Regions from separate parts of the Mus musculus genome. Here all the other regions are linked to region 5. A link is a contact called in public Micro-C and promoter capture Hi-C data. All regions are on one chromosome and are shown on one strand. Each heading gives the region's core, a stretch centred on a gene start, on an enhancer-like site or on the middle of the called end of the contact. The rest is flanking DNA. Distances are from core to core; before and after follow the strand shown.

Evidence for each region. Promoter capture Hi-C pulls out the DNA fragments that hold promoters and counts their contacts. A called contact is a pair of places that touch in the nucleus more often than the background predicts.
Region 1: a Micro-C map of embryonic stem cells shows a contact between it and region 5, with 5 times the contacts expected there. The contact joins the promoter of 4930426I24Rik here to the promoter of Syne2 in region 5. A contact is called at or near these places in 2 of 39 promoter capture datasets (cranial neural crest and pre-B cells), 3 of 484 Hi-C or Micro-C datasets (embryonic stem cells and uterus), 2 of 115 datasets of contacts at active chromatin or transcription factors (microglia and pro-B cells) and 1 of 9 other capture datasets (adipose tissue).
Region 2: a contact with region 5 is called in a Micro-C map of embryonic stem cells, with 6 times the contacts expected there. The contact joins the promoter of Zbtb25 here to the promoter of Syne2 in region 5. A contact is called at or near these places in 3 of 39 promoter capture datasets (liver, pre-B cells and stem cell-derived epiblast-like cells), 3 of 484 Hi-C or Micro-C datasets (Sertoli cells and embryonic stem cells) and 10 of 115 datasets of contacts at active chromatin or transcription factors (astrocytes, cardiomyocytes, embryonic stem cells and 6 more).
Region 3: a contact with region 5 is called in a promoter capture Hi-C map of pre-B cells. The contact joins the promoter of Churc1 here to the promoter of Syne2 in region 5. A contact is called at or near these places in 3 of 39 promoter capture datasets (the 3T3-L1 cell line, hippocampal neurons and pre-B cells), 2 of 115 datasets of contacts at active chromatin or transcription factors (bone marrow-derived macrophages and embryonic stem cells) and 1 of 9 other capture datasets (liver).
Region 4: a contact with region 5 is called in a promoter capture Hi-C map of pre-B cells, with 3 times the contacts expected there. The contact joins the promoter of Plekhg3 here to the promoter of Syne2 in region 5. A contact is called at or near these places in 1 of 39 promoter capture datasets (pre-B cells), 2 of 484 Hi-C or Micro-C datasets (both in embryonic stem cells), 2 of 115 datasets of contacts at active chromatin or transcription factors (embryonic stem cells and pancreatic cancer cells) and 1 of 9 other capture datasets (adipose tissue).
Region 6: a promoter capture Hi-C map of pre-B cells shows a contact between it and region 5, with 3 times the contacts expected there. The contact joins the promoter of Sptb here to the promoter of Syne2 in region 5. A contact is called at or near these places in 1 of 39 promoter capture datasets (pre-B cells) and 1 of 115 datasets of contacts at active chromatin or transcription factors (pancreatic cancer cells).

Annotation. Positions count from the first base shown.
Region 1 is chr12:76,402,428-76,406,884 of GRCm38.p6, forward strand. 4930426I24Rik (RIKEN cDNA 4930426I24 gene) reads right to left here and starts at 1,567. Exons shown (of 4, transcript NR_166810.1): 1 at 730-1,567; 2 at 368-468. Hspa2 (heat shock protein 2) reads left to right here and starts at 1,749. Exons shown (of 2, transcript NM_001002012.1): 1 at 1,749-1,862; 2 at 2,102-4,457. The coding sequence starts at 2,107. The coding sequence ends at 4,008.
Region 2 is chr12:76,368,017-76,372,641 of GRCm38.p6, forward strand. Zbtb25 (zinc finger and BTB domain containing 25) reads right to left here and starts at 1,544. Exons shown (of 3, transcript NM_028356.2): 1 at 1,424-1,544. Zbtb1 (zinc finger and BTB domain containing 1) reads left to right here and starts at 2,504. Exons shown (of 2, transcript NM_178744.3): 1 at 2,504-2,714.
Region 3 is chr12:76,764,145-76,769,368 of GRCm38.p6, forward strand. Churc1 (churchill domain containing 1) reads left to right here and starts at 1,394. Exons shown (of 4, transcript NM_206534.2): 1 at 1,394-1,494. The coding sequence starts at 1,456.
Region 4 is chr12:76,531,244-76,536,069 of GRCm38.p6, forward strand. It overlaps Plekhg3 (pleckstrin homology domain containing, family G (with RhoGef domain) member 3), which reads left to right and starts at 2,317. Exons shown (of 19, transcript NM_153804.4): 1 at 2,317-2,575. It overlaps Mir5135 (microRNA 5135), which reads right to left and starts at 1,969; the gene lies at 1,891-1,969.
Region 5 is chr12:75,816,222-75,820,836 of GRCm38.p6, forward strand. Syne2 (spectrin repeat containing, nuclear envelope 2) reads left to right here and starts at 2,097. Exons shown (of 116, transcript NM_001005510.2): 1 at 2,097-2,257. Gm40447 (collagen alpha-1(II) chain-like) reads right to left here and starts at 3,407. Exons shown (of 7, transcript XM_011244246.1): 1 at 3,276-3,407; 2 at 1,688-3,130. The coding sequence starts at 3,407. The coding sequence ends at 1,862.
Region 6 is chr12:76,708,739-76,713,706 of GRCm38.p6, forward strand. It overlaps Sptb (spectrin beta, erythrocytic), which reads right to left and starts at 1,809. Exons shown (of 36, transcript NM_013675.3): 1 at 1,197-1,809.

The DNA.
Region 1 (4,457 bases), core at 317-2,816, 590 kb after region 5:
TCCTATTTCAAGTTTTTCTTCAGTTTCTTTCATGGAAAATAGAGAACTGCAGTTGCCAATGGCAAACGTGGTTTTGAAACTGTAAATTACATATAGGAATAGAAAGAATCTTTAAAACTTTCCCGATTAAGTTTTGTAGAACTCTGAGCTGGAGAGATGGCTCCGAGGGTAAGCACACTTACTGCTTCACCAAAGGACCTGGGTTCAGTTCCCAGCATCTGTGTCAGGTGGCTCAGGACCAAATGTCACTCTAGCTCTAGGGTCTCTAATTCTGGCCTCTGCACCACATTGCATACACACACACAGATAATTTTTTTTTTAATCAAAAGCTCTTTTAAAGTTTTTTATTGAATTCTGTCAACATTACCTTTTAGACAACGAAAACTTTCATGTTTCTCATACTGTCTTCTCCATCACTGTCTCACACGACTTACTGGCCAGTTTCAGAGGGGTGCTTCTTTCCTGGAGCTTCGAAGACAAAAACAAACAAACTAACAAACACCCCAAAGCACAAAAAGTTGCTTAACATATCCAGATTCTAATCTTCAATTCTGAACTCTTCTGCCCTCCTCGTCGCCCACATTCCACCACCTCAACCTCGATAAAGAATGCTTTTCTTACTCTCCTTTGCAGGAGTTAGGCATGTCACCTCCTCAGGGATGCTTTGATGTTTTCCCCTCAGGCTCTGTGTGCCCCTCCCTGCCCTCTGTTGTCACCGGACTGGCTTACCCCCTTATCACACGACTTAGGCCCGTTTCCCTTGTTCTTTTCATCTCATATTGGGCACCTGTCAAAGTTTTACAGCGACGACTGTCCTCAGCTTCCCATCCGTAAGGCGAGGCGGTCGTTCTACATTACAGGTCTCCGTTTTCCTGTAGGGAGTCCTTTTACAGGAGCCAGCTTCTGCCCACCCCCTTGTTCCAGAGAATACTTTCCAAAATTATTCTCAGATTCCGGCTAAACAAGTGCCAAAGACTCTTTTTCATCTACTTCCTCTCACAAGTCTGTGCTGCCAACCTATTCTTCTCATTCAACCGAACTCCGCGCAAAAGGACTAATTCCTTAACAAGATCACGCGTGCGGGGACGGGAGTCAGAGGGGTGACACTGGCTTATTACGCAGTGCCACCAAGAAGTCAAAACCGCCCATTAGGGCGCCTGAAAGAAAATAAACTAGGAAAGCCGAGGGAGAAAGTTGGGCGGAGGCGGCTCGCGAGCCGTAGCCGCTCGCGCTGCGCGGGAAGCCACCCGCCTCCCGGGTAAGCACCCCGCATCCTTCCCCGGTCGCGCACTTTCTGAGACGCGCTGGGAAGGGGGAGGGGTACTGACTCGTACCCGCCCAACTTCGCAGTCCCCGCCCTGGAACCGCCCCTCACCCAGCCCCAGTCCCCGCTACAGGAACAGCAGGGGCAGGGAAGGCGAGAACCGATCCCAGCCGTTCTGTATTCGATGCAACCGCCCTAGAAGGAATTCGGGCCCCGGGAGCCGAGTCAGTGGCGGCACCCGACACCGAACGGTACAGAAACCCTTTCGGAGGCCAGCGCCCCTTCCGTGCTGCCTCCGCGCGCCCCGCCCCGCGCCTCCCTGCCACACGCTTCGGATTCTGCGCTGCTCATTGGGCATCTGCCCCGCCAATCTGAAAGATGTTAGCGAATCACGCTTTAGAAAAGGCAAAGAGAACGGGAAAGGGGGCTTTCACACTGGCTCCCCTGGCGCGAGCTTAACGCCCCCAAAGCGGCTGGAGGCACTGGGCGGGGCTTCATTTGCATAACGGCCGCCCCTTGGTCTCCCTGCCCAAGGCTGGCGTCAAGCGCCTCACCCAACTAGATATCAGTTGGACCACCGGCTGGTCACTCCGACCAGGCAAGCCTGTGGGAGCGCCGGACGGGTTGGAGCGGGCGGGCCCGGGGACCGATTGGCTCTGAGAGTTTCCAGCAGGCAGGGAGGAGGGGACTATAAGAACCAGAAGCCCCGTAGAGGTCTCCGGGAGACGCTAGTCGCGCTCGTGGAGAGTTGTGAGAAGCGACCGTTGGCTCAGGTCCCGGCTTGCGCTTGCCTCTCCTGACGCTTTCGTCCTAACGTTGCTTTGCCTGTTTTTTCAGTCAGGATGTCTGCCCGCGGCCCGGCTATCGGCATCGACCTGGGCACCACTTACTCGTGCGTGGGGGTATTCCAACATGGCAAGGTGGAGATCATCGCCAACGACCAGGGTAACCGCACCACCCCCAGCTACGTGGCCTTCACTGACACCGAGCGTCTCATCGGCGACGCCGCCAAGAACCAAGTGGCCATGAACCCCACAAACACCATCTTCGACGCCAAGCGGCTGATCGGACGGAAGTTCGAGGACGCCACAGTGCAGTCCGATATGAAGCACTGGCCGTTCCGAGTGGTGAGCGAAGGTGGGAAGCCCAAAGTGCAGGTGGAATATAAAGGGGAGATGAAGACCTTCTTCCCTGAGGAGATTTCTTCCATGGTCCTCACTAAGATGAAGGAGATCGCCGAAGCCTACCTGGGGGGCAAGGTGCAGAGCGCAGTCATCACTGTTCCTGCCTATTTCAACGACTCGCAGCGCCAGGCCACCAAGGATGCGGGCACCATCACCGGCCTCAACGTGTTGCGCATCATCAATGAGCCCACAGCAGCGGCCATCGCCTACGGCCTGGATAAGAAGGGCTGTGCGGGCGGCGAGAAGAACGTGCTCATCTTTGACCTGGGCGGGGGCACCTTCGATGTGTCCATCCTGACCATCGAGGATGGCATCTTTGAGGTGAAGTCCACGGCCGGCGATACCCACCTGGGTGGCGAAGACTTCGACAACCGTATGGTCAGCCACCTGGCGGAGGAGTTCAAGCGCAAACACAAGAAGGACATTGGGCCCAACAAGCGCGCTGTGCGCCGGCTGCGCACCGCCTGCGAGCGCGCTAAGCGCACCCTGAGCTCGTCCACGCAGGCCAGCATAGAGATCGACTCGCTCTACGAGGGCGTGGATTTCTACACGTCCATCACCCGCGCCCGCTTCGAGGAGCTCAACGCCGATCTCTTCCGAGGGACCCTGGAGCCGGTGGAAAAGGCGCTGCGCGATGCCAAGCTAGACAAGGGCCAGATCCAGGAGATAGTGCTGGTGGGCGGCTCAACCCGCATCCCTAAGATCCAGAAGCTCCTGCAAGATTTCTTCAACGGCAAGGAGCTGAACAAGAGCATTAATCCCGACGAGGCGGTGGCCTACGGCGCCGCTGTGCAGGCGGCTATCCTCATCGGCGACAAGTCGGAAAATGTGCAGGATCTGCTGTTACTCGACGTGACTCCATTGTCGCTCGGCATCGAAACAGCTGGCGGTGTCATGACCCCACTCATCAAGAGAAACACCACGATCCCCACCAAGCAGACGCAGACCTTCACTACCTACTCAGACAACCAGAGCAGCGTGCTGGTGCAAGTGTACGAGGGCGAACGGGCCATGACCAAGGACAATAACCTCTTGGGCAAGTTCGACCTGACTGGGATCCCCCCAGCACCCCGTGGGGTCCCCCAGATCGAGGTCACCTTTGACATCGATGCCAACGGCATCCTTAACGTCACTGCTGCCGACAAGAGCACCGGTAAAGAAAATAAAATCACCATAACCAACGACAAGGGTCGGCTGAGCAAAGACGACATTGACCGGATGGTGCAGGAGGCGGAGCGGTACAAATCGGAAGATGAAGCAAATCGCGATCGCGTGGCAGCCAAAAATGCGGTGGAGTCCTATACCTACAACATCAAGCAGACCGTGGAAGACGAGAAACTGAGGGGCAAGATTAGCGAGCAGGACAAAAACAAGATCCTCGACAAGTGTCAGGAGGTGATCAACTGGCTTGACCGAAACCAGATGGCAGAGAAAGATGAGTACGAACACAAGCAGAAAGAGCTTGAGAGAGTGTGCAACCCCATCATCAGCAAACTTTACCAAGGCGGTCCAGGCGGCGGCGGCTCCTCTGGAGGGCCCACCATCGAGGAAGTGGACTAGGCTTGCGCTGGAGTCCGCGTAAACCTCTTTTCCTTTCTTTTCTTTTTTCTTTTTTTTTTTTTTTCCTTTTCTCCCTTTTGTTTTGGTTTCTTTTAAATGTCCTTGTGCCAAGTAAGATCTATTATTGGAAGTCTTTAGCCTGGTGCATACATATGAAAGGAAAGGTGCAACAACTTAGTTTAGTTATAAAAGGTTAGTTCTAAAAGTTTGATTTGGGGGAAAAATGAGGTTTCTCTTTAATGCATTTAGAGCGATTGCTGATTTAAGCTCTTTTTGTTGTTGTTAAGCTTACGTATGTACATGGAGATTTGCTTGAAAGTAGAACCCTGATGCTCGCACACCTGACCTGTGGAAGCTTGGTTACACTAAGACACAGGAAAGCTTGAATTGTTTATTTTTATGTACTATGAGATGAAAGTAAGCACTGCAGTGATATTAAAGACAGGTAT
Region 2 (4,625 bases), core at 294-2,793, 550 kb after region 5:
ACCTCTCTGGCTCACTCACTTCTGCCGACTTAAAACATATTTATAACAAGACAATACTACCCTTTTAGGGAATTCAGTTATTAAAACTGCCGGCAAAGGTTAGCACACAAAACTAAACCTGACTGGAAACTCCTTACAGCTTATTATAGTACTGGGCATGACAGTCTAGTGTGTGGTGGGGTAGGTGGGGGTCTTCTTGCTGACCACCCAGGATGTCTCATTGCTCCCTAACTGAATCCCAGCCATCTTGACTATTTCACACCTACTCATCCCACCCCCAAGTCAGGCAGTGGCTATGTACCTATATCTAGGTTGCTTCAAGAATGATGCCTAAACCTAAGGCCGAGACACGTGGCCAGACCAGGGGGCATACACTCTTAGTTCCTGCGAGTGAGAGCCCGACCTAAGATCCATTGCTACTTCTACACTAGCCTGGGCTATCAACTTGAGAAGTCCTGTAAACCTGATGTAATTTTAATCACTTCTGGAGTATACACTGTCCAAAGCAGGATAAACTGGCACTGCAGTCCTGAGGCTAATTATGAAAGGTGCAGAAACTTTGATCGGGCAACACTCTGCTTCTTAGGCCGGGTGTTAGCTGTGAAATGAGGGATGGACTCGATATTTAAGGTCCTTTTCAGCTGAAAAACTCTGATTCTAAGATGTACTTCAATTCTGTCAATCGACAGCTCTGCAGCTTTTGAAGGACTTGCTGGAGTCCCTCGAGGAAGAAGGCCAACTTTAATCCCTTAGAGGGAGATGGGAGTTAATTTATAAAACACACAACACTAGCTGCTATCAGGTTCCAGGTACAGCGCAGTGCGTTACCTAAGCAACTGATAACGGCTTGATTCCTCCAAATGAGTGCTAGGGAGACGATGATATAAGATGGGGGCCAGAATTCAAAATGAAAAACCACTGGGCTAAGAGAAAAATTAATTATTAGGGTAGGGGGCTACTTGCCCTAGATGCTAGGTACTCACAAACTGGATGGGGGAGGGGAGAGTGAGGGCTGCGCAGCCCGATCTGGACACCCGCCCACTTGCTAGAGCCTGGAGGCCTGACGCGGCCGCCCAGGACCCGGCTGACACAGACGGATTGAGGCTTCTGCGCCCGCTCGGAGCCCGGCCCGCAGCGGGAATGGGCTCTAAGGCTGTGCGGCAATCGCGCGCGCCATCCCGCCCGCGTTAGGCCCCGGCGGCCCACGGCCAGGGGCGGCTCCGCGCGCCCAGCACTCGCTCGCCGTTGCTAATGTCCTCCTTGGGCCCTGACTGACATCTCCAACGGACCAAAAACAGCACCCCTCTCCCCGGCTACTTGCATCTGTCCCGCGACGGGTGCAGCTGCAGCCGCCGCCCGGGCGGCTCGCGGCGGGAGGGACTGAGCCCGGAGCAGCCCACAGGGGCAGGGCCGCGTTGCTTACCCAGACTCCGCCGCGGCGGCGGACTGGCGGGCGGGCTTCTCTGTGCGGGAGGGGCGGGCTCCCGCGCGGCGCACACCACGCGGCTGCGCCCGCTCACGCACCCGGCGGGCTGCTCTCGCGCGGCTTCCCGCGCCCGGCCCACGTGACCGGACTGCCGGGAAGCGAGCGGCACCCCGGCTAGTGTGCGTGCCTGCCTGCGTGCGTGCGTGCGTGCGCGCGCGCCTGCCTGCCCGCCCGAGTGGCCAAGGCGGGGGTCGGCCCCGCGCTCCGGGCGCGCCTCTGCCACGGTCCCCAGTCGTGACTGGAGGCGGAAGTGTGGGGACAAGTTCGAGCGTCACTGGCTCCCCACACGTCTTGGCGTGACCTGGGAACTTTCCCCGGCGTGTGCAAAAAAAAAAAAAAAAAAAAAACCCAAAAAACAAAAAAAAACCACGGGTGCCCCCTCGGCCCTGGGTGGGGACGGGCAAGGATGCACCGGCGTCTGGCGCGGGAGGGGGACGAGGGCGCGGGGCAGGCAGCCACATGCGGCGGGAGCCAGGGAGGGAGGCGGGCCGGGCGGGGCATGGCGGGGGAAGTGACTCAGGCCCGAGGCTGGCGGGCCCACGCGAAGAGGAGTCGGGGGGCACGGAGGACCCCGAGCGGACAGGCTTTAGGCTGGACGGGACGAGAGTGTCACCCCCCCCTCCAGGCGTCCAGGGTGGAGCGCGGGGGCGGGTCCAACTGCGGGGCCCTGCGGGACAGGGGTCTGACATCTGGGTAGAGGGCGATCGGCATCCAGCCCTGGGGGAGTCGGGAGGATCCCAGTGGCGTCCAGCTGTGCAAACAGGAGGAGGGCCAAGCCGACTCCGGGGAGAGGGGCGACAGTGCTGCTCCAGCCGCCGCCGCCCGGGCGCCCGCGCTGCGGGCAGTGCCAGCCTCCCCGGCCCGACGCAGAAACTTGTTGCAACCAACAGGCGACCGCGGGTGCCCCTAGCCGCCAGCGGCGGAGTGGGTGGGCGGGCGAGAGGGAGGGGAAGGCTGGCGGACGCCGCCGCGAACTGGTGGGCAGACCCGGAGTCGCCGCGTAAGCGGGGCCGGCTCAGTGCGGTGCGGCAGGCGCGGCTGTGCGGCAGCGGAAGTCCTTTGTTGCAGCGCAGTCCCTGGCAGAGCCCGGAGTGTCTCGGCGCAGCCCAGCCGAGCGCCGCGCGCCGTCAACTGCAGCCCGCAGCCCCTCGCCTCCGCCCGCCTTCCCAGCGGCTCCGCTGCCCTCAACTCCATAAAACCTCCGCAGCCGCGCGTCCCACCGCGCCCGGTGAGTAGCTGCCAGTCGTCGGGGCCATTTGCGCAACTTTGGCCGAAGCTGGGCCACGGGCCTGGCGGAGTGCGTGGCCGAGGCGGCGCCGACCGGTGCGGGGAGCCGGAGCGTGGAAAGCGCGCGGCGAGGAGCCGGTGGCGGGGGTCTGCCGAGCGGCTTCGCTCGGGGCCGGCCGTCAGTCCGGTGCGCGCGGCCTCTCCGGGTTCCGGACGAATCCCCTCTCCAGACGACTTCCCAAATTACTTCTTTTCCCTTTATTTTATTTTGTGCTGGGGGGGTGGGGGGAGGGGAGGTGGAGGCGGGAGGCCGCGCTTGATTGACGGGCCCAGAGCGCGCTTCGCTAACTTCCAGCTGCGGCTGGGCGGCCGGTGGGAGGGGAGCGTCCCGGAGCCGGAGGCCGCAGACTTGGGCGCGCTCCGAGGGAGGAGGCGGCTGGGCCGCGCGGATTCCTGCTTCGCTCTTTCCCACCCCCGCTCCTCAGCACACACGCTTTTTGTTCGGGTCCAAAGTGGTAGGTCTCGGGGGTTTGGGGGGTTTTCTGTGTACGAGATCCTCCCCCCCGCCCCCCGAGTCCCGAGAAGAAAGTGCTTTTTGCCTCCAGTGGTGGGCGCTTACAAGTAGAAGTTCTGGTGGAGGCGGTGAGCTAGTTGGGTGGCGATCTGGAGTCCTTGCTGCTGAAGCGTGCAGGCGTGGATCTGGGCTCAGCCGCCGCTCCCAGGCTCCCTTTCCACCTTAGCCACTCGTCCACGTGATCTGAGGGCTTGACAAGACATTTTCCAACTCGGACGGGTCTAGAACAGGTTAATGAAAGTCCTTGTTTTCTGGGGATAGGGTTTTGTATGTGTGTGATCATGTTCCCAAATCGAATGTCGCTGTGACGGTACATGTAGATTCTCCACTGGTCAGACTGTATTTCCGTACAGTATGAATCGCTGCGGCAACATTTTCCCCTTTGACACTGGAATCCACAAAGCGTTCCAAGCATTTCCCCCCGACCCCCACCCCGTTTTGAGACAAGGTCTGGCTAGGTAGCCCAGGATCGCTTGGATATAATTCTCCTGCCTCAGGAAATCCTAAATTTTGGGGTGATAGGCTTGTTCTGAGGCTTTCCAAGACCACTTAGAATTTCTTGAGCCGAAGTTTGAGGCACCCTGAAGTCGACTGGGGAAATCGATGTAGTTCTTATGACTGTTTTAAAGCAACCATGTTTTTTAAAAGGTATAAAATAGGTTCTCTGGAATTTTGTCACCTCAAATGGATATGATCTGGAGAAATGGAAAGAATGAAGGTACAAGAGGCTGAAGCCCAAATGATGGATGGATGGTCAGTTGCCTAGAACTGTAAAACTTCCCTTTTGAATCACTATCCCCTAAAGTCTCAGTAATACTGAGTGGCATTGGTAGCTGCATGGGGTTTCTTCCTCTTAAAGAAACAGACGGACCTAACGCAGCCGAGGTGCAGTGCAGTGCTTTTCCAAAGGTTAAGGCTTAGAAGTTCTGCGGTACAGTGCTGTGTTCCAGCCACTTGCACTCATTTTAACACCAGAATTTCTCCGTTGACAGCAAGTTTTATAGGGTGTGGTTGTGCACGTCTATAATCCCAGCACTTCAAGAGGTTGGATCAAGAGTTTGAGGCTAACCTGGACCTGGCATACATAGCGAGACCTTTTTTTCAAAAAACAAAACTCAGGGCTGGAGAGATAGTTCAGGGGTGAAGGGCACTTGCCTTTCCTTCAAGAAGAACTAAGTTTGACTCCCAGCACCCATCCCAAGCAGCTCACAACTACCTGTAACTTCATTTCCAGGGAGCTCTGGACTCTAGAACAATTGTACTCATGTGCACACCCCTCCCCCCACATACATACACATCATTAGAAATTAAAATTTAAAAACCCAAAGCCTCAGTTTT
Region 3 (5,224 bases), core at 144-2,643, 950 kb after region 5:
TGACAGACAACTAGGTTGATCTTAATTCTTGGTAGAGTAAATAAATCAGGAATAAACACAGGGGTGTAAATATTCCTATGTGTTCTGGGTAAATGCCCAGGAATAGAATAACAGGTTCATATGGTGATTCTAGTTTTAACTTTTTGAGTAGTCACCAAACTGATTCTACAATGTCTGTATTTTAATTTGCACTCCCACCAACAGTGACTAACAGTTCCTTTCTCTCCACATCCTTCCCAGCATTTGTCATCAGATTTATTGATGAGAGCCATTCCGACAGGGGTGAGAGGGTATCTAAAAAATAATTTTAATTTGCACTTCCCTGATGTTTGAGGACAATGAACACTTATTGGCCATGTTTTGTTTTTTTTTTTAATTTTGAAAAGTGTCTATTCAATTCATTTGCCCATTTATTGACTGGCAGTTTTGTTTCCTTGGTATTTAGTTTCTGCAATTCTTATAAATTCTGGATATTTGCCTCTTGTTTGAAATATGGCTGGTAAAGATGTTTCCCATGCTGAGGACTGTTTTTTTCTGCTAATTGTGTCCTTTGCTGAATAGAAACTTTTCGTGTAGTCCGTTGATACTAAGGGTTAGTTTCTGTTAGTGTTAGTGTTCCTGTGCTAATTAAAAAGTTCTTGTCCAAAGCAGTGTCTTTTTTAAAAAATTTACTTTTATTTTATGCACATTGCCTGCATGTGTGTTTGTGTTAGGGTGTCAGATCTTGGAGTTACAGACAGTTGTGAGCTGCCATGTGAGTTCTGGGAAGTGAAATTGGGTCCTCTGGAAGAGCATTCAGTGTTCCTAATGGCTAAGCCATCTCTCCAGCCCCTCCAACCCAATATCTTGACAACTATCCCCTATGTTTTCTTCTGGAAGTTTCAGTGTTTCCTGTTTTAGATAATGGGTTTTGATCCATTTTTGAATTGATTTTTGTACAAGGCGTATGATAAGAATCTAATTTAAATAATTTAGTAGGTTCTCGACAGCGCTCTAAGCTTCTCTTCCCAAACACCAGCTTACTCCTTCTCTGAAGTCTGATCTCTTATCTGTTATTATAGCACAAAATGGTATTTAAACTGTCATTTCAGGTTTTTTGAGTCTGGTAAAAATGGAGGCAAGAAGAAACAATTCCCCTTTTTGCTGTACTTCTGTAATTCTTTTTTAATCAGAATTCAAGAAGGCGCCTATTAGAAGTTCTTTCAGGCTCAAAGCCTCTTCCTCTTTTCGACACTTCTTTGAGTCCTCAGATCTTTTCAATACCTGAAGATTTTTGAGTCCAGTCCTCGGTGCACCCTCCTTACCCGGAGACCGCCTAACAACCGTTGCTATGGGCGGAGACTTTTAGCCAGCTGTGGAGTCCTTAGATCGTGTGCGACAAAATCGATATCTCAACTCTCGCGAGGTTTCGCCTTCCGGGTGTCGCTGGGGTCGTTCTCCGAAAACTGCGTGACGATGTGTGGGGACTGTGTGGAGAAGGAGTACCCCAATCGGGTGAGCAAGTGGGCGCGAAGAGCCTCTCGCAGGCTCGGTGTTCGACCGATATTCCTAGACAGGCCAGGGGCCCACTCTGCAGTCCTGTCACCCCAGTGACCCTGAGTACCGGCCGCAGGTTCCCTCTGGTGGCTGACGTCAGCGGTCCTTCCGGTTCTGTTGCTGGGGACAACGGGGAACCCTCAAAATTACCTACCCACCCAAATTGACAGCAGCCTCTGAGGCCCTGACGCGATCCCGGCTTCATCCTCCAGCTCGACTTGATGGAATTCTTTTTACCTCATTCTGTCGCTGAATGAACGTATGAGGTCATTTTAAAATCCACCTTTTTTGAGACAGGTTTTGTGTAGCCCAGGCTGGTTTCGAACTCTCTATGTACCCGAGGAGGATTTTGTTTGACTTTGATCCTCCTTCCACATACCTCTTGAACGCTGGCATTACAAGCGCGCGCCACTGGGCTCAATTTAGAAAATGTTAGGGATGGAAGTGAGAGCTTGGTGCGGAGGCAAGCTTGCCACCGACTGAGCTACACTTCCAGCCTCTGGTTCTAACCCACGTTTGAAGATGGCAGAACTGGTCCCCAGAGAGGACCTATCACCTGCCCAAGTATGAGAGCCGAGACTAGATTGTGATCTCCCTCTCCGCCTCGTCCCGTTCTCTTTTCCTTGCGCCTTCCCTTTCCCCTTCCCTTCTTAGCACTGAGGCCTGACCCCAGCATGTGTCCCTACCAGGCAAGCACTCTGCCAACAGAACTATACCCCCTGCTCTTATTTTAAGCCTTTGCGCCTCTCGGGCTTAGGAGGTTTTGAGGCTTGGCTCTTACTGTTCTTTCAGGGAATCACTACTGCACGTTGATGTGTGTAGAGAGTGCTTGGCTGCTCTGTGAAGGAGTGACTGCCAAGGCTCTGGGGCTGCTTCTGGGCTTGCAATTTGGGGGCATAGGATTGACAGGCTGCTGTTTAAACGTAGTGAAAAGGAAGATTGAGCAGGAATGGGGCTGCGGTGTTCTCCTTCCACATAAGGTGGGTTTGGACGATGATTTAGAGGAGGAAGGATCTGCAGGACAATAGCAAGATGAAGGACCCTTGAGTTGGCTGGGAGGGAAAACATCCTCATAGTTCTTTCTCTTAATAGTTTGTGAGTGATGGGCACACACCTCTAATCCCAGCACTGGGGAGACAGAGGCAAGCAGATCTCCAAGTTCAAGGCCAGCCTGGTCTATAGAGCTAGTTTGAGGACAGCTAGAGCTACACTGAGAAACCCTGTCTTGAAAAAACAACAAAAACCCCACAAAAAGAAAACTTCTTTTTTGAGTTATATGTAAGTCTTTTGAGATTGTTATGTTAGAGGAATTTTCATTATGGTACAACCACTTTGGTTTATAAAGTCATTACCATTCATTATCAAATTTAAATGTCCCCTGGAATGACACAGAAGTGCTTATCCCGGAAAAATGCACGTGCTCTCATCTCCTGGCAACGTGTATAAGAATGCTTGTAAGATCATTATTTGTCGTAGGCCAGAGCAAAACTCGTGTTCGTAAAAGGAAATGTCTTAAGAGTAGGGTTGTGGGCTGGAGAGATGGTTCAGCGGTTAAGAGCACTGACTGCTCTTCTGAAAGTCCTGAGTTCAATTCCCAGCAACCACATGGTGGCTCACAACCATCTGTAATGGAATCTGATGCCCTCTTCTGGTGTGTCTGAAGACAGCTTCAGTGTACTCATATAAAGAGTAGGGTTGTGAGTGTGAATTAGATTTAGAGTATCAGCTCTCAAGTGGAAGCGGTTTGGCAATATCTAGAGACACTTGATTGTCACAGTGAAGGCGCTCCTTGGCATCTAGTGGGTAGAGACCGAGTATTATACTGCAGTGCACAGGACAGCCATCTAACCGAAGGTCTGTATGCCCCAGTGTCAGTAGTGCAGACGTTAAAGAACCCAGAATTACAGCAATGGGAGCACTAGAATCAGATACAGCAGCCTGACTTTAGTCTGACAGTATTGGCGAAAGAACACATGAAGTGCAGCTTTAAATGAAGCAGACTAAATTACAGTAAGACTTTCCTGGTTGGTAAAACAAGAAGTTACTCTAAAGACATTGTGTTGATGGCTGCTAGACAGAGTATGATCGAGAGTGGTTATATAAGGGGCCAGAGAGATTGCTCGGTGATTGGTGCTTTTGCAAAGGACCTGGATTCAGTTCCTGGCATGGCAGCTAGCAACTGTCTATAACTCCAGTTCTGGGGATCCAACTGTCTGGTCTCCATGAGTACTAGGCAGGCATTGATATACATGAAATAACTGTAAATCTCTCAACAACAAAAAGTCGGAGAGAGGCTTCTGGAATATAAGAAGTGGGGGTTTTTTGTTTGTTTTTTTTTTGTTTTTTGTTTTTTTACATAACTGGTGGTTCTGCTGTTTGCTTATAATTATTGTTATGTTTCTGCTTTTATTATTTTTCTATATTGTTTTAGTTCATACTCTTTTTTAAAATTTATTTATTTATTATATGTAAGTACACTGTAGCTATCTTCAGACACTCCAGAAGAGGGAGTCAGATCTCGTTAACGGATGGTTGTGAGCCACCATGTGGTTGCTGGGATGTGAACTCCAGACCTTTAGAAGAGCAGTCGGGTGCTCTTACCCACTGAGCCATCTCACCAACCCTCATACTCTTTTTTTTAATTAGGTATTTTCTTCATTTACATTTCAAATGCTATCCCGAATCCCAAAAGCCCCCCCCATACCCCCCCTTTTTTTTTAATCTAGAAAGGGGTTTTTAATGAGTCTTAATGATGGCCATTGCACACTGGGCACCATGAGGGAAAGTTTCCTGTGGAGGTTATTAACAGAGTTGTTAGGGGCTAGAGAGATAGCTTAGAAGTCAAGAGCATTTAATACTGCAGCAGAGACTCCAAGTTCGTTCCCACCACTCCGGCGGCTCACAGCAGCCTTTAGCTCTGGCTCAGGAGATCCAGTGCTCTCCTCTGGCCTCCACAGGCACTGCACTCATTACTTAGACACAGACAAAGACATCTACACGGTTTTTTATCTTTAAAAAAGACAGTCGGTTCATTCTTTTCTTCCCCTGCCCCCAGAAGTAGCAAGATAACTTTATTCCGGGGAAAATGCTAGTACAGATTAAAGGGAGATGCACTGGGCTGGCACTTGCCCGCCAAGCCCACCAATCTGAGTTCCATCTCTAGGACTCACACAGGGAAAGACCAAGTACTGCAAAGTGTCCTCTGACCTCCACATGTAGAGTAAGTGTGCGCCCGCAAAAGGAAAAGATGGAACAAGCAGAGAGATAGACTGTCATTGGCATTGAAGAGAAAGGACAGAGAAGTGAGTGGAGAGCCTAGAACATGCCATTCTGGTTTTTTTGTTTTTGTTTTTGTTTTTGTGTTTCTGAGACAGAGTTTCTCTGTGTAGCCCTGGCTGTCCTGGAACTCACCCTGTAGACAAGACAGTCCTGGAACTCAGAAATCCGCCTGCCTCTGCTTCCCAAGCGCTGGGATTAAAGGTGTGCACCATCACGCCCGGCTGAATGTGCCATTGTGAAGCTGTCATTCTGTTTGATAATCGAAGGGCCGCCCTGAGGAAGAGTTAAGTGCTTCTTTGCAGTTGGAGAAGGCGGATTTAGAACTAATTAGTGGGTCGATATTAAGACAGTTCCCAGTGCGACTTGAGACCTGGGATGGAGAACTCTGAAGGAATTCAGTGCAGTCTTG
Region 4 (4,826 bases), core at 1,067-3,566, 720 kb after region 5:
GTCCTGACACTGACTCTTGGAGGCTTGGAGGTAGGAAACTGATTTTTTATAAAATCTTGCTTGTTTCATCTGGCTCCAGCATGGCCTTATTGAATGCTTCTTACAAGTTCTGCATAGTAAGATTACAATCTTTTCAGGAAATGGGCATATAAATTAAAGCAATTAGAAACAACTCGAGGCTTTAGAATCAAGTTCAGAATGGACTAACAAGTGTCTAGAAGGAAGTGGAGAAAGAGCTGGCTGGCTAAATGCAGTTTTCCCTGTGGGTAGAAACTCCCAGCTCTACCACCCACTAGCAGTATGACCAAGCCTCAGTTTCTCCTGTAACCGCAATTGTTCTTGTAAAATGCTCAAAGGTTAACACAGTAAGCACTCCAGTGTCGCCCCCTCAGACTACGCCCCTTGATGCAATTGATCTTGGCCAGACTGCTCCATCCTTAGAGCCTCAGTATTCTTCCTGCAAAATGGGAGTAAGTGTATTCCTGCCTTAGTGATTATAAAGTGCAGTGCACTTGGTAGCACCATTCCCTAACCATTACTATCATCAACATTTTATTTTTCTTTTCTAGCTAAGGAGCCAGTCATACATTCAAAAGTTTTAAATCTCTGGATTGGGGCTGGGGGACGTCTTTGGAAGTTGGGAGTTTAAGATTAGTAGGAAAGGACTGGTAAGATTTAACAGATTAGAGAAGAAACCAGAAACCCAGAAAGTTCGAGGTGGGAAGGAGTGGGGCTTCTCCCTTTCCCATCCCACCCCGTAGTTTTATCTCTCTCCCCCGTTCCCGGGTAATCTTGTTTCTCACCAGTGCTGTCCTCTAGTCTGCCGCTCTTCAAGCCTAACCTGTGGACTAAGTAACGTGAGCCTTACTTTCTGGCCCTCCCGCAGTCAGGAGCAAGGACTACTTTAATCTTTACTCTTCCCAGGGATCCCGTTTCAAAGTCACCTGAAAGCCATTTCCTCTCTCTCTGCCCCGCCCCTCCCCGTAAATCACTAGGTGCTTGCTTTTCCCTGGGGCAGCTTTTTTTTTTTTTTTTTTTGAGGGCAGTGGTGGAGGAGGGGATTTTATAAGCTATTTAGGATTTTCACTTGTCTACACTTGGCGGTCTAAATGCTGAGTTACTGGGGTCGATTCTCCATTCCTGTTCCAAGAACCTGGTGCCATCGTTTAACGCAGGAGTCCTACTTCTTCTGTGATCTCACACTGGGCTCCCATCTCCTACCCCTCTTCATGGTGCGTACTGGGGACAGCATCTAATGCTACCTCCCCTAAGATCTTTACCAATGAAAGATTTATTCTTAGTGAGGTGTAGTAGCGCACACCTATAATTCTAGCACTCTGGGGGATCACTCAAGAGTTCTGGGCTAGCTTGGGCTACAAAGTGTGGGCCTGTTTCAAATCAAAAAATAAAATAAAAACAATAATTAGGGCGTGGTGGTGCACACCAGTAATCCCAGCACTCCGGAGATAGAGGGTGGAGAACCATTACTCTCAAGATTACCCTCTGCCAGTCTCAGATAATTGAAATCCTGCTTCAAAAACAAAAACCACACAAAAGATTTATGTTCTTGCTCAAAATCTAACTGGTTTGTATTCTATGTGCTTGTGCTAATCATCCCCCAATTTTCCCATCCCCTAATTTCCCGGTACATGCCTTTTGTTGATAGATCGCACTCAAAATGGGGTCCACTGACATTCAGGTTCCTCGATCAGTTTTTCTCATTAACAGTCCCACTGAGCGCCGCGCCCCGCCCCGCCCCAAGTTATGCGCTTCTTATCTCTTTCTCCTCAGAAGGTAAGATTTTACAACTGTAAAGAGCCACCGAAACCTAGTTTCGGCGAGGAATTCGAGACGTGCCTTTCTGACTCAGCGGTCGTGGTGACCTGCTCCAGTAGGACCAGGACGCCCTTGCCACCTAGACCTGCGCTTCTCCTGGGAAAGTCTAGGTGGCTGGGCTCCGAGTCCTCTCTGGTCGGAACCTGGTCTGGAGGCTTTCGTTGCCCTCTCGGCGTGATATCAGGGCGGTGGCACTAGAGTAACCCCACCACGTGCGCCTTGGGATCCCAGAGTTCCAGGTGGCAAGGGGAGGCGGCCAGCGGGACCCACACGGCGGGCCACGCGCGTTAATCATTAGCCACGGCGGCCGCTGTCTACAGCGGGAGCCACAGCTCGCTCGCACCGCCGCGAAGGTTCCCCCGGGCCCCCCAGAGCCGCCAATTGCTGGATCGCAGCCGCGAGCGCAGTCTCCACCCACTGGAAACATTCCTGGTCCGCCCCTCCCTGGCTCCCTCCCTCTCCCTCTCTCTCTCCCTCCCTCCCTCCCGCCGCAGCCTGGACTCCGGCCGCAACTTCCTGCCCGGTGCTGGGGAACCGTGCGCATTTCGGGGGTCCCCCGGCGTCTGGTGCTCGCAGCGAGCAGAGGCTGGGACCGCGGGGCGGCCAGCCGTGGGCGGGAGCGGCCGGCGGCCTCTGCCGCTTCCGAGAGCGACTTTCAAACTCGAGCCCGCTTCGCGGCGCCACCTGGGCAGCCCCGCGCGCCTGGCGCGTCGCGAGCCGGCGGGGCGGCCACCGCTTGGTGAGTGTCCCTAGGTTTGCCTTTCTCTCTTTGCCCATGCTCGATTGGCTGAGTGGCAGCGCTCTGCGGAGACCCCAGGCTAGCCCTCTGTGGGATGAGGACCTGGCCCCGAGCTGCCTCGGACACACTCGGAGGAGGTTGGGTCGCGGGAAGGTCGTAAGGGGAGTCACTTTTTATCCCCACCCCGGAAACCAAAGCAGCATAGGCTTTGCAGAGTTTGAAATCCGGGCAGCTCTCGACATTCCCGCCACCCCTTCCTTGTGTGCCCTGACGCCCGTGGGCTAGTGCTTGCCTGAGACTGTGGGCTCTTCTAGAAGGACTCGCCTCTGGTCCCGCCAGCCCAGGAGTGCGCAGGCACTCAGTCTGTTCTGGGTTGGTGCCACACCGTGCTTCTGGGAATCTCAGCTGCATGTCCAGGAGGATTAGAGTGGGTGTCAGAAGCCAAGTGTCCAGGAGCTGCAAATCTAGAGCCCCTTGATGCTGCCCCTAACAGCCTCTCCTTCACTCCCTTCAACTGGTTTGGTTATTCACACCCTTCTCTCAGACCTTTGATTTGGGAAGCTTCAAGCTTCAGTCGTTCAAGATGCTCCTTTGGTGGTAACGATTTATTCTGCGGCTACTTTTGAAAACAAAGGGGGGAAAAAAAAACCGGAACAAGCCGCATGATGGTTGGAGGGTGGAGAAAGCGGCGCTGCGAGGTGGTGCTAAAAGTTGGGTGAGAGTATATCGTCTAGAGTCGCTAAACTCTTGGTAGATTAAGGGCTGTTAAGATTGTTAACCCTCCCAGCAACCGATCAGTACTAGAGCACCTTACAGAGAACCCTAGTCTTAGGGTTCCCAGTCTTCCAAACTGTGCTTGTTCAAGAGTGCATTCCAGTCACAATGAACCCTTCAGAAATAATTAGTGTGGAGTAAAATGACAGCCTGAGAGGGAGAGGCGATGTTCCCTGCTGTGCCTGGCCTTCCCCAGTCCCTCTGCTAAACTGGAATCTTGTGTTATAGATGCTCAGCATAAAACCTAGGGACTAAATACCAGAAAGCCAACTGTGGCGCTGCTGTTATTCCTTATGGTTCTGGGCTCACTGGATGGCTCACAGACCCCATCTCTCATGTAGACAGACTACTAAATGCCTGCTTGCCTCTGCTGGCCGCACTCTCTGGACTTTCCCGCTGGTGCTGGAAATCCGCTTTCACCCCTTCACTTAGTCTGGGCTGATAAGGGTGGTAGTCTGTTTTAGAGTGGCCTTGGGGCTTTTCTATTGACTTTTTATCAGAGGTGGCCCGACTAGGAGAGTGGGAAGACCACTGGGCTGAGAGTCCGACAGGATTTTTGCTAGAGGTTTAATGCTGGCTGTATTGCGTCACATCAGAGACTGATCGGGTCTGAGGCTTTTTTTCTTACATGATTGGCCTGAAGCCAGATCTCACCCTCTCCTCACTCACTTATCTTTTCTGACTCAGTTTCCATACAGAGCAGCCTTTTTTCTTTATAGGGGATGTGGTAACAATAAAGGGGAGAAGGGTGTATGAGAAGTAGTCCATAAACTCCTATCAAAAAAAAAAAATAGCTGTGTAGTGGCTACAAGGAGCCCTTACATGTTTGCTGGTTATACCCCATGTGTGACACAGGAGATGGTGGACACCAGGAGCCAATTGTGGCAGTTTACACTCTCTCTGGCTTGTAATATCATAGTCCCAGAGTAAATATTGACTTTACCAAACCCGCTGCTATCTCAGGGTCACCGTGTTTATGCTTAGAACAGGCCAAAGGCCACGGCCTGAGCGATGGCCAGACCCGGAGGGAAGGGAGGAAGGTGCTGGTCCCAGATGTAGGGCTTGCTATTCCCACCCCACTCACCACCCTGTACAGGTTCTGGTCCTGAGACTGGAGGGTGCCACAAGCCGTGACTTGCCCTGGAGGGTTAACTGTGAAGCTGCTCTCTGTTGTGTTGTGGGTGGGGAGGACCATGGTGATGGGAGGTGTTGTCTTTGCAGCTGCACTGAGGGCTGACTTCAGTCCAGCCATCCCGGGCTGTTCTCCGGCCCAGGCCACTGCTCTGTCCCGCCTCTCTGGCCAGCTGCATGTCCAGAGGCCTTTGTTAAAGTACAGAAGCCCTCCCTACTCATTACCCTCCTTCCCCAGGACAGGGCTTGGCATTACTACAGACTGAAGGAAAGCTCTTCTGGAGCCCCCAGGTCCGACAGACCCGGGAGGCTCATCCCGAGGCCTCCAGTACTGCCGGGTACATAC
Region 5 (4,615 bases), core at 847-3,346:
ATCCTCTCACTCTAGGGGCGCAGAGCATGGATGCCTAGAAAGGAGCAGTAATCAGGAAATTATTTCTCACAGTTTCTCCTGACATGGCTGCCATGATGATCTGTAACATTTGCTGTGAAGAAAGCAACAAATACAGAATGACCAGAGAGCAATTAGAGGCTATGCTTTGTAGGTGGTTCTATAAATCCTGAAGCCAAACCCCGAAGTCTTCTAGACACTGGCTCTGTGATTTCAGAGAAAGTGACTCTGTGATTAAAAAGGAAAGACTCTTCTTGTTTTATGGAACATTGTTGTATCCATATATAGAGAGACACATATATGCATATATGTGTATATATGTATATGTAATATATATATATATATATATATATATATATATATATATATATATATATTCCTGACTGCAATTTCCCCTCCCCTCCTCCCTTCTCCTCCCAGTCCCTCCCCCATCTCCCCTCTGCCTGTAACTATTCCTCTGTGTTTCTCTTAAAAAAGGTCAGGGTTTCCTTGGATACCAACCAAACATGGCATATCAAGTTGCAATAAGACTAGGCACCTCCACTTGTATTAAGGCTGAATGAGACAACCCAGTAGGAGAAAAAGTGTCCCAAAAGCAGGCAAAAGAGTCAGAGTCAGCTCCTGCTCCAACTGTTAGGACTCTGACAAGCAGATCACGCTGCAAACTATAAATACATATATATATTCTACAGCATATAATTCATATATAATATGTGATAAATAATATAATTCTATATATTTATTTTGAAATATATATATTTGAAAAAATATTTTTTGAGAAAGTCTTTTGTACCCCATCGTGGTCTCAGACTTGCTATGTGGCTGAGGCAAGCCTTGATTTCCCAATCCTCCTGTCCCCACCTCCTGAGTGTTGGATTACAAGTGGGCACCATCACTTCATGTTTATATGAAGTGCTGAGGATCAAAGCTAGGCAAGCAGGCTACCCACTGAACCACACCTCGAGCTCCGCCCACCAAGCCATTACGGGATGCATAGCAAATAGTCTAAGAACTTGGAAGGTCAGAGTGAACCTAGAATACAAGAAATGCCATGCAGATATAGTACGGCGAAAAAAGACAATAAAGCATGTATTTTCACAGTTTACTTGTGTCACCTCAATACTCGCAGAGAGGAGAGTGTGGATAGAATTAAAACCTACGTTTCCCGGAAACATGGATTAGCTGAACCCACTGTCGTCAAACTTTTAATCTTCGACCCTTACCATTTAATTTGGGCCATCAGTAGCGCACTAAGCAATCCAGATAAGATTCTGCAGCTACACAATATGCATGAGGCGGGACTTGCATGAAGTTAAATTTGATTGCGATAGAAACTCAGGCCACTGCCTCTTTGTGATTTAACAGTGAAGTGATGCGTTGGTGTCTGACTTCAAGAGTCTTAATACTATAACAGCGACTCGAAACGCGAGTGGGAGTCAGGTGATGTCATCCTGAGTTCACAGGATTGAGTAATTTGCTGGAAAATCCAACTGACACCTACAGGACAGATTCCCAGGGACCCACTTTCTCCTGAATGTCGTTGTTTGAGGCGGCTCTCCTCAGCCCATCCTGCAGGCTGGCACGCGCGGGGCGGGGGGGGGGGGGACAGGGAAATAGGGTGGGGGGTGTCACTTATCTGCATTGTTAAATAAGCACCTCCTTATCTTACCTCCGTAGGTGAGGTCGAGGTCTGGGCTTCCTGACACTCTTAAGAAGCCGATGAAAAGTCCATGTTTCTCTAAGGCTCCACCTGGGTTCAAGGACCGGATCGCGGTCGGCTCGCTGATTTGTAGATCTAGGCATCCACCCACCGTGAAGAAGTGAAACCCGCCTGAAAAGTGTTCTAGGAGAGTCGGCCTCCCCTTTGTCTCCAGCTGCGGGTAGGCACGGAGGCGGAGGCTCGTGAACCTGCGTTCGGAGTTAGTTCCTCACTCCCGCCACCTGCAAGGGTCTGTAAGGCGGAGGGAAAGTTGCGGTGGCCGCAGGGAGGCGGCTCCGCCCCCAGTGCGCTGCTCCGGGCGGCGGCGAGCGCGGGACTGGGCGGGCCGGGAGGGCGCGGGGCGTGGTCTGTAGCCTCCAGTCCAGAGCGGAGCGCGCTCGGCTGCGCCGCAAGCCTTCGGCCGCACGGAAGAGCGAGCGGGAGAGCGATCGAGGGGCGCCATCGAGGCAGCGAGGCGAGGGGGGCGCGGAGTAGGTCGGGTCGAACTCCGGCCCTCGCCTCCCGGCCGGGCAGACAACGGTGAGCGCAGCCGCGGGGGGCTCCGCGCCCTAAAGCGCCCTGCGAGAGCGGGAGGGCGGGGAAGAGGCGGGCACGAGCCCTGCGGAGTCCCCAGAGCCCAGCGGGGAGCCCGGGGGGCCCACGGGAGTCTCTGGATGCCCGGCTCCCAGCTGGGCCGTGGGAAACTTCACCCGGGAGGGGACAGCGGGGCGCGCGGGGCGCTGTAAACTTAGCGGCGGGCGGGGCACCCTGGGGATCGCGGCGAGCGCCAGCGATTGGCGTTGGTGTCCCGGGCTTCTTTGTGTCACCTCCGGGCCCGGCCCGCGGGTGCACCCAGCTCGGCCCCGGGACTCCCCACTGTCCCCCTATCCCGGTCCAGGCGGGCGCGCTCGGCTGATTGTTTGCATTCCTCGCGTCACGCCTGGGCGGGAAAGATTTCGAACCGGGTGTTAGAACACTGAAGCCGCGGCGCAGAGATTGCAAAACCACGGGCGGCGGGAGGCTAGCCCCGGGGACCGGAGAACCTGCAGCCGGGGCGCACACTGTGGACAGGACGCGGGACCCTTGCGTTGGAAGAGAAGAGGCGGGCGCGGCGGCCCTGAGTCTCGGCGGGCGGAGAGGGGGCGCTGGGACCGCGGGGATTATAATTCCATTTTGATCGCTTGCGGTCTTTGTTGTCTGTACAATTGCCTTTAGGGTCTGACGGTAGCACCTGGTCCTCCTTACGGTCTCTCTCTTGAGGTCTGAAAAGATGCCCAGTGTGGGAGGGGGCCCGTGGATTGCATCCAGGGCTGCTGGCCACAGGAGCCGCTGCCTGAGATGGAGGTGGAGAAGTCCAGTGTAACACTTGCCTTTGTGGACGCGCCTTATTTCCGAAAGTTGTTTTCCCCTCCCCTAGTGGAAGGGAGCGTCGGGACGGAGTGGCAGCAGGCGCGGTTGTGCACAGGCACCATGTAGTAGCTCGAGGCAAACCGGGGAGGCTCTCAGTAACCGTGGGACTTAACAAATGTTTGAAAAGTTTTATTTGAAGCAACTCCACCTGCTTCCCTAAAAGTTTCCATCCCCCAAAGCTCTTGCTGGAGGTAATTCTGTGGCTGAGCTCGAATGTTCGGGTGGGGGCACAGTTAAGCAGACCTGGCCTCCTCGCAGCTCCCGTTCCAGTAAACGCCATCATGGGAGAAGGAGCATTCGGTTTTTATGGCCTAGGATTTTTGACGTGTTTACACGCTTCAACGCATGACTGGGGCTCCAGTTTTCTTTCTGGAAAATTCTCAAGACTTCCAAAGGCTTTCCCTGCGGTGGCTACTGTGTGGCCTCTGTCCTGCCTGTCAGCTGCCTCCTCCTCTGCAACACCCCCCCCCCCACACACACACACTCGGGGTGGTGGGAACAGGTGTAATACACATAAAGTTTTATTAGTGAAGACGCTGGCGAAGATAAAAATGAGTAAACCTTGGAAGGGTTTTGGTCTTTGCCTACCTAGTTGAGTTAAAAAGCTTCTTCCATTTGGTTTTGTTTGGATACAGGGTCTCTGGTAATCAAGGATAGCCTTGAATTTGTTACATAATTGAACCTGGCTTTGAGCTCCTTATTCCAGCCCAGGTGCTGGAATTACAACTTTCAGCCACCAGTTCATGATTTAACAGCTTCTATTTGAATGTTTAAAAATCCCAAATTAAACCACTTTGGATCAACTTATCTGATACAGTAAGAGTCTCTCTCTTTAAAAAAAAAGAGTAAGTTTACCCACTTAGAAATGTTATTAGCGTTTCAATGGACTCGGGCTAATGGTGTTGCTGGATACTGCCTGTGTTTACAGGGCTGAGTCACAGGGGGTTGAGTCTTGTGTGCCCTCAGTAGCACCAGTGAAAGTTTACTGGAGGATTCAAAGCAGAATAGGTCCCATTCTAGCAACTGCCAGGGACGAAAAGCTACTTATCATTTATTGGCTGTGACTCATCATGTGTCTAAGTAGCGATTTCCAGTAATTTCACAAACATTCATATCTGCCAATAGGCTCTTGCAATGTGCCAACCACTGGGCTGGACACTGGGAGACCCAAATAATACAAGTGGTCATTCGTGAGGTGCTTATTGTGAATGTACGTATAGCCTGTGGTTATCTTGCTCATCCGTAAGTATTTATTGAGTATGCAGGTTGCATTGTGCTAGAGGTGAGGGCATTGGGGAGACTATAGAGTGCTAGGTGTGGGGACTCTAGAGTGGACAAGGCAGCTGGGGTCACTTCCTTTATATACTGGAGAAAGTAGGTGGAAAATAAAATACATTATCAAACTAACAGCTCGCTTTGTACTTTATTTGCTTATCTACTAAGGATTAAACTCGTGACTTCATTTACGTTCTCCCAGTGAGATATACC
Region 6 (4,968 bases), core at 559-3,058, 890 kb after region 5:
GCTAAGGATAGCCTAAGAGAACAGCTTAAATGTGCCTCGATTTTTTTTTCTTCCCTGAAGGCTCCTCTCATTCAGGAGCTATCTGAATCACCTCCCTTGGAAACTGAACTATATACATCCATTGCACAGGCAGGGGTTTTGTGTGGCTGCCTCCTAGCGTGGAGGTGACAGCCGTATCCTCTCCCCACTGAAGTTCTTAGTAAAAAAGAGACCATCACTATATAATCCCATCCCACCCTGCCGGATGCATCTAAAACAATGGCTTCTTTCCATATCCCTTCAGTGAGTTAAGGGTGTTATTAACTGTAGCACCTCTAATTGCTCACTGAAAACAGTGGTTTGGATATTAATAGACTATAAATCAAGGCCCTACCTAAGGCTTGTTGTCACGGAAACTGTACTCAAGCCTCGTAGCTATTTCCCCTTTGGGAAGTCTGGGTAAGTTGGTGGGACTTGAGGATTGTGTTAGAGCTCTTGTTTCTTCCATTTTCTGCTATTTCTCCGGGGCCAAGTTGCTGGAACTGGCACGAAGGGTAACCGTAGAGTGGGCAGTAGCTTGGAGATAAGGAACTCAAAGGGAAAAGGTGGGGGTCCTTGAAGTATAGTCCTGGGACACTTGATCTCTCCCTTCTCAGTCTACACTGGGCCACTCTGCACGTCCTGCCTGACATCCTGAGGCCCGGCCCCCTCTGCTGCCCTGAACTGTCCTCCCAGCCTTGGCACTGGGCAGCCCTGGAGCGCGCTAGCCAAGTTCCAGAAGAGGATCCGACACGCCCGGGGGTTTGAGAAACCAGGCAGCAGGAGGCACAGACGCGGACAGTCCTTAGACCGACGACAGGCAGCCCCCCCCCCCAACTTTGCTCCCAGGCGAGGGTCCTGGGGGAGGCGGCCAAGAGCACAAACCCCCCAAACCCACTCCCCGTGCCCCACGGCGACACTCTACTAGCTGGCTTCCCAAAGCTAGCGCCCTGCTCGCCCAGCGCCTGCGAAACCCACGCGGGTTCCCGCGTCCCGGGGTGACGACTGCCGCAGCCGCCAGGGCCTCCTGGGCTCCTCACCCCTCCCGCCCCGTGCTAGGCACCCGGGGCCAGGCCCCCACCGGGCTGTCGCGTCACCCGCCCCCTGGGCCCCGCACTCCCCGGCGCTGGCTCCGGGGCACCCAGCTCCCTCCCGTCGCGCGGCCCTCGGGGACTCACCTGCGCTGGGGCTGAAGCGGCGGCTACCCCGAGCCCGGGGGCGGCGGCGCAGGGGGAGGAGGGCAGCACGGGGCTCCTGGCACAGTGGCCGCCGGGCGCCTGGTGCAGCGGAGCCGCGGACCCGCCCAGAGATATAAATAACATTATCTGAGGAGGGACATTCCTGCCGGGGGACATCGCTGCTGCCGGGACCAGATAGTCCCGCGGCGGGGGCGGGGAGGCGGGGCTGCAGCCTCCCGCAGCGCCAGGCCCGCCTTCCCCACCCACTCCTGCACCTGCCAATCAGACTGCGCGCCCGGGGGCACCTGCCTAGCCGCTAGCGCCGCCGCCGCTGGGACCTGGGACGCCAGGGTCCTCTCTCACCTCCCCTGATCCCGCACACACAGAGCCCCTTGCCACGGGAAGAGGACTCGACTCTGCTGCTCCGGCCTAATTTGTGTGCCCGGAGCCGCAAGCTGGCGGCGAAAAGGAGTCCTCCCAGCCTTTCCCGCCTAGCGTCCCTGCAGACTACGATCTGGTTTTGAAAAAACATCTAAAGACCCGTTTAGGCCATAGGGTGGGTGAGGAGGGCGCCCCGGCTGTAATGCCCCTCCGGAGATAGGCTGGAAGGGACAGATTGTTCCCGCGGGCGGGTTACGTTAGAAAGCGCGCTCCCGGCCGGCTACAACCGGCTGGTAGTAGGAGCAGACGCTGGGAGCACAGGGGGTGGGCACTGGGCCGAGGCCCCCGCCCCCAGCCTGCGGGCTGGAGGCCGCGGCTCCTGCTTGTAAGCAAGGTACTGTCCCGGAGAACCCGGCTGTGCTGGTTGGTGGCGCTCAGCCTACAGTTGCATATTGCAGGGTCCATAATCAACAGGCAAGCCAGCATACCAGCCCACCTGCACCATCCTGTGAGCCCGGGTCTCCGGGCAAGACCCTGCTTTCTCACTGCAAGCTTTGGTAGGGTGGTGTACAGCAGGCCAGAGGAGATGCTAGAACCAAGGGTGTCAAGTACATCTGCGACTAGGGAGGGTGACACACGGACGAACACGGGCGGCTTGCAAGGCAGGCTATTTCCTTGACTTTTTAACAATACAAGGTCATCGCTCTGTAATGTTGGTTGCGTGCCTTGCTGTACCTTTCCTTGTTTTATTTTTATGGGGGGGGGGGAGGGGCGGCCCTCCATACGCTGTGCCTGGGATGGTCTCTCACAGACTATCAACCCGGGTAATCGCAAGTGTAATGGAGACACCAGTGGCGATTAAAAAGAGCATAGATGCAGAAGGGAGCTTTAACTTTGATGCTCCCCGGAATTCTTAACAGGAAACAGCCTTTCTCTTGACTTGTTTGCTTGAGTGTATAATTACGCTGTTTTCTAGGATTCATGAGCAAAGTGTGTTGAGTTGCCAGATGTTCAAGCTTAGTATTGGGTATTAAAGGTACGCAAAAGATATTTCACTGCCTGCTGCCGTCACACTTCTTTTGAGAGTAGGTATTTGGACAGTAAAAATGCTAATTGGGACAAAATCCACAGGTATTAAAAAGCCATAGAACTCTTCCCTCCCCTTTTGCCTGAGTTCTTATTACATACTAATTTCCCAAATGGCATCAGTATTACAAGGAAAATGACACACCGGCCTGGGCTATCCTAGAGGTTAACAGCGACCTCCCACCTCCTTCCCCCACTCAGACCATCTAGCAATTCTCTGTAGTGAGCAAGAGCTGTAGATCTTAAGCAAAGCACACATTTAGCACTCCAAAGGCCCTGGGACTCCCCAATATCCTCCAGCACCACCCCAAACCATTTGCTTTGCTTGTTGTTGAGTTCAAAATCATCTTTTTAGGAACTAATTCCTGGCAAAAACAAAAAACAGGCCAACTTCAAAAGCTGAGACTTAGATATCACAAGTAGAAATCCTTGATCTATTTTTGAAAGAAAAAGGGAGGGTTGGAATTATGTATTTATGTGTTTTAAACCGTGTGTGAATAAACTTATTAAATAAATTCATGAATCCCAGAATTGCAGCTTTGCAGCTACGTAATTATATATTAGAGGAAACAGATAATTCTTAGCTATAGGCTTGAGGCTCTGAACTGAATGGTTGCACACATATTTTCCTTTGGAGCGTTCAAATTTATAATTTTCAACCACAAGAAAAAAATGAATATGACGACGACAAACGCTCCAAAGCAACAGACAGATTAGTCCAAGATTTTACAAACCAGCTCTTCTGCTGTGGCTATCTCGACTTTAGCTGAACGATAAATAATTCAATACAACCTCATTTGCTGCAGATCCTGTTATCCTGACAACATCCCCAAATGCTTCCCAGCTAATAGAGTTACAGTGACATGATAAATCAGAGCCCAGTGAGAGAGGAAGTTTAGAAGTGCAGAGAGAAAGGGCATTGCACAAGCACAGGAATGAGAAATTCGGGACAGTGTGGGGGAGGGAGGGGGGACACTGATAGAAAGGTTCACTATCAAGGTCATTGTTGAGACAGAGCGTCTTCAGGGGCCTTCTTAGAAAACTGTACAGTATCTATAAAGTATCGTTGAGAATTCTCTACAGGAGATAAAGATGGACCTTCATCTTCATTGGTCAAAGGACTGTCCCTGCCCATCTTGACAACCTGGATTTCCAAGGTTCCCTGTAAGCTTCCCTAGTTAATCTGCAGCTTTGGAAGAGTTCTGGGACCCGAAGGGAGAGCTTAAGACTTTAGTAGATGCTGTGAGCCAAGGTTTGGGAGGAAGCCTTCAGAGACTGAGTGCCCAGCTCTAGCTGAAATCAATAGGTGAGGCTAAGGGGGTGGATGTAAGTAAGGACACTAGAGTCGTCTAACTATAGGGGGATGTCTGCTAGTCTCCTTCTCCTTCATAGTCTCTCTCTCTCTCTCTCTCTCTCTCTCACACACACACACACACACAGTTCTTTGAGAATTCCTTACATGTCTGCATCATATTCACTCCCCCAGCTCTTCTCAGAACCACTCCCTTTTCTTTAACCTCCCTCCCCCAATTTTATGCTTTTATGCCTTCCCCCAACCCTTTAAGATTAATTTGTGCTGCCCAAATATGCTATTTTTATTGAACCACAAAGCCAAAGCTATTTAAGTAAACCACTTTGAATTAAACATGAACATATATATTAGAAAGATACTCAAAAGCAAATGCAAAGCTAACCCTGACTAATTCAAGTCCTTAGTGGCAATAATGAAGGAATCAAGAATTCATGATACTAGCACGTACTATACCCTTTAACTGAGCTCCAGTCCAGGAAAGGAAACCGAATTTTCCTTCCCATGTCTGGGATTACCTAAGGGTGCCACTTCCTTCTCAGTGTGCAGACAAGAGAGAAGCAGTAAGGCTAATTTCTCAAGCACACCACTGAGAACCAGGAGGGGCTGAGGACTGGGGCTCAACCCTTTGCCCTCATGCCTCAGACTCCTAACGGCTCCCCCATCCTCCCATTTTTGTTCTCTTTCGATTCTTTTTCCACGTAGCAGCCAAATTCTACTCTAAGAAGGAAATCTGATTGTGCCACTCGGTTACATTAAATCACCCGTGGCTTCCCAATACTTTCAGGATACAGTGCTAAGCACTTAGCACATGAGACAAAATCAGTAAAGATAAAATGAGTGAATAAGTGAACAAATCAGGAATTAAATGAGGTTGCAATCTTGGAGGCCAACCTGAGAAGTCAATAAAAATCTTTTTTTCCCTCTGGGTTATAGATACATTATATGTAACTTGTTTGTTTGTTTGTTTGTTTGTTTGTTTGTTCGAGACAGGGT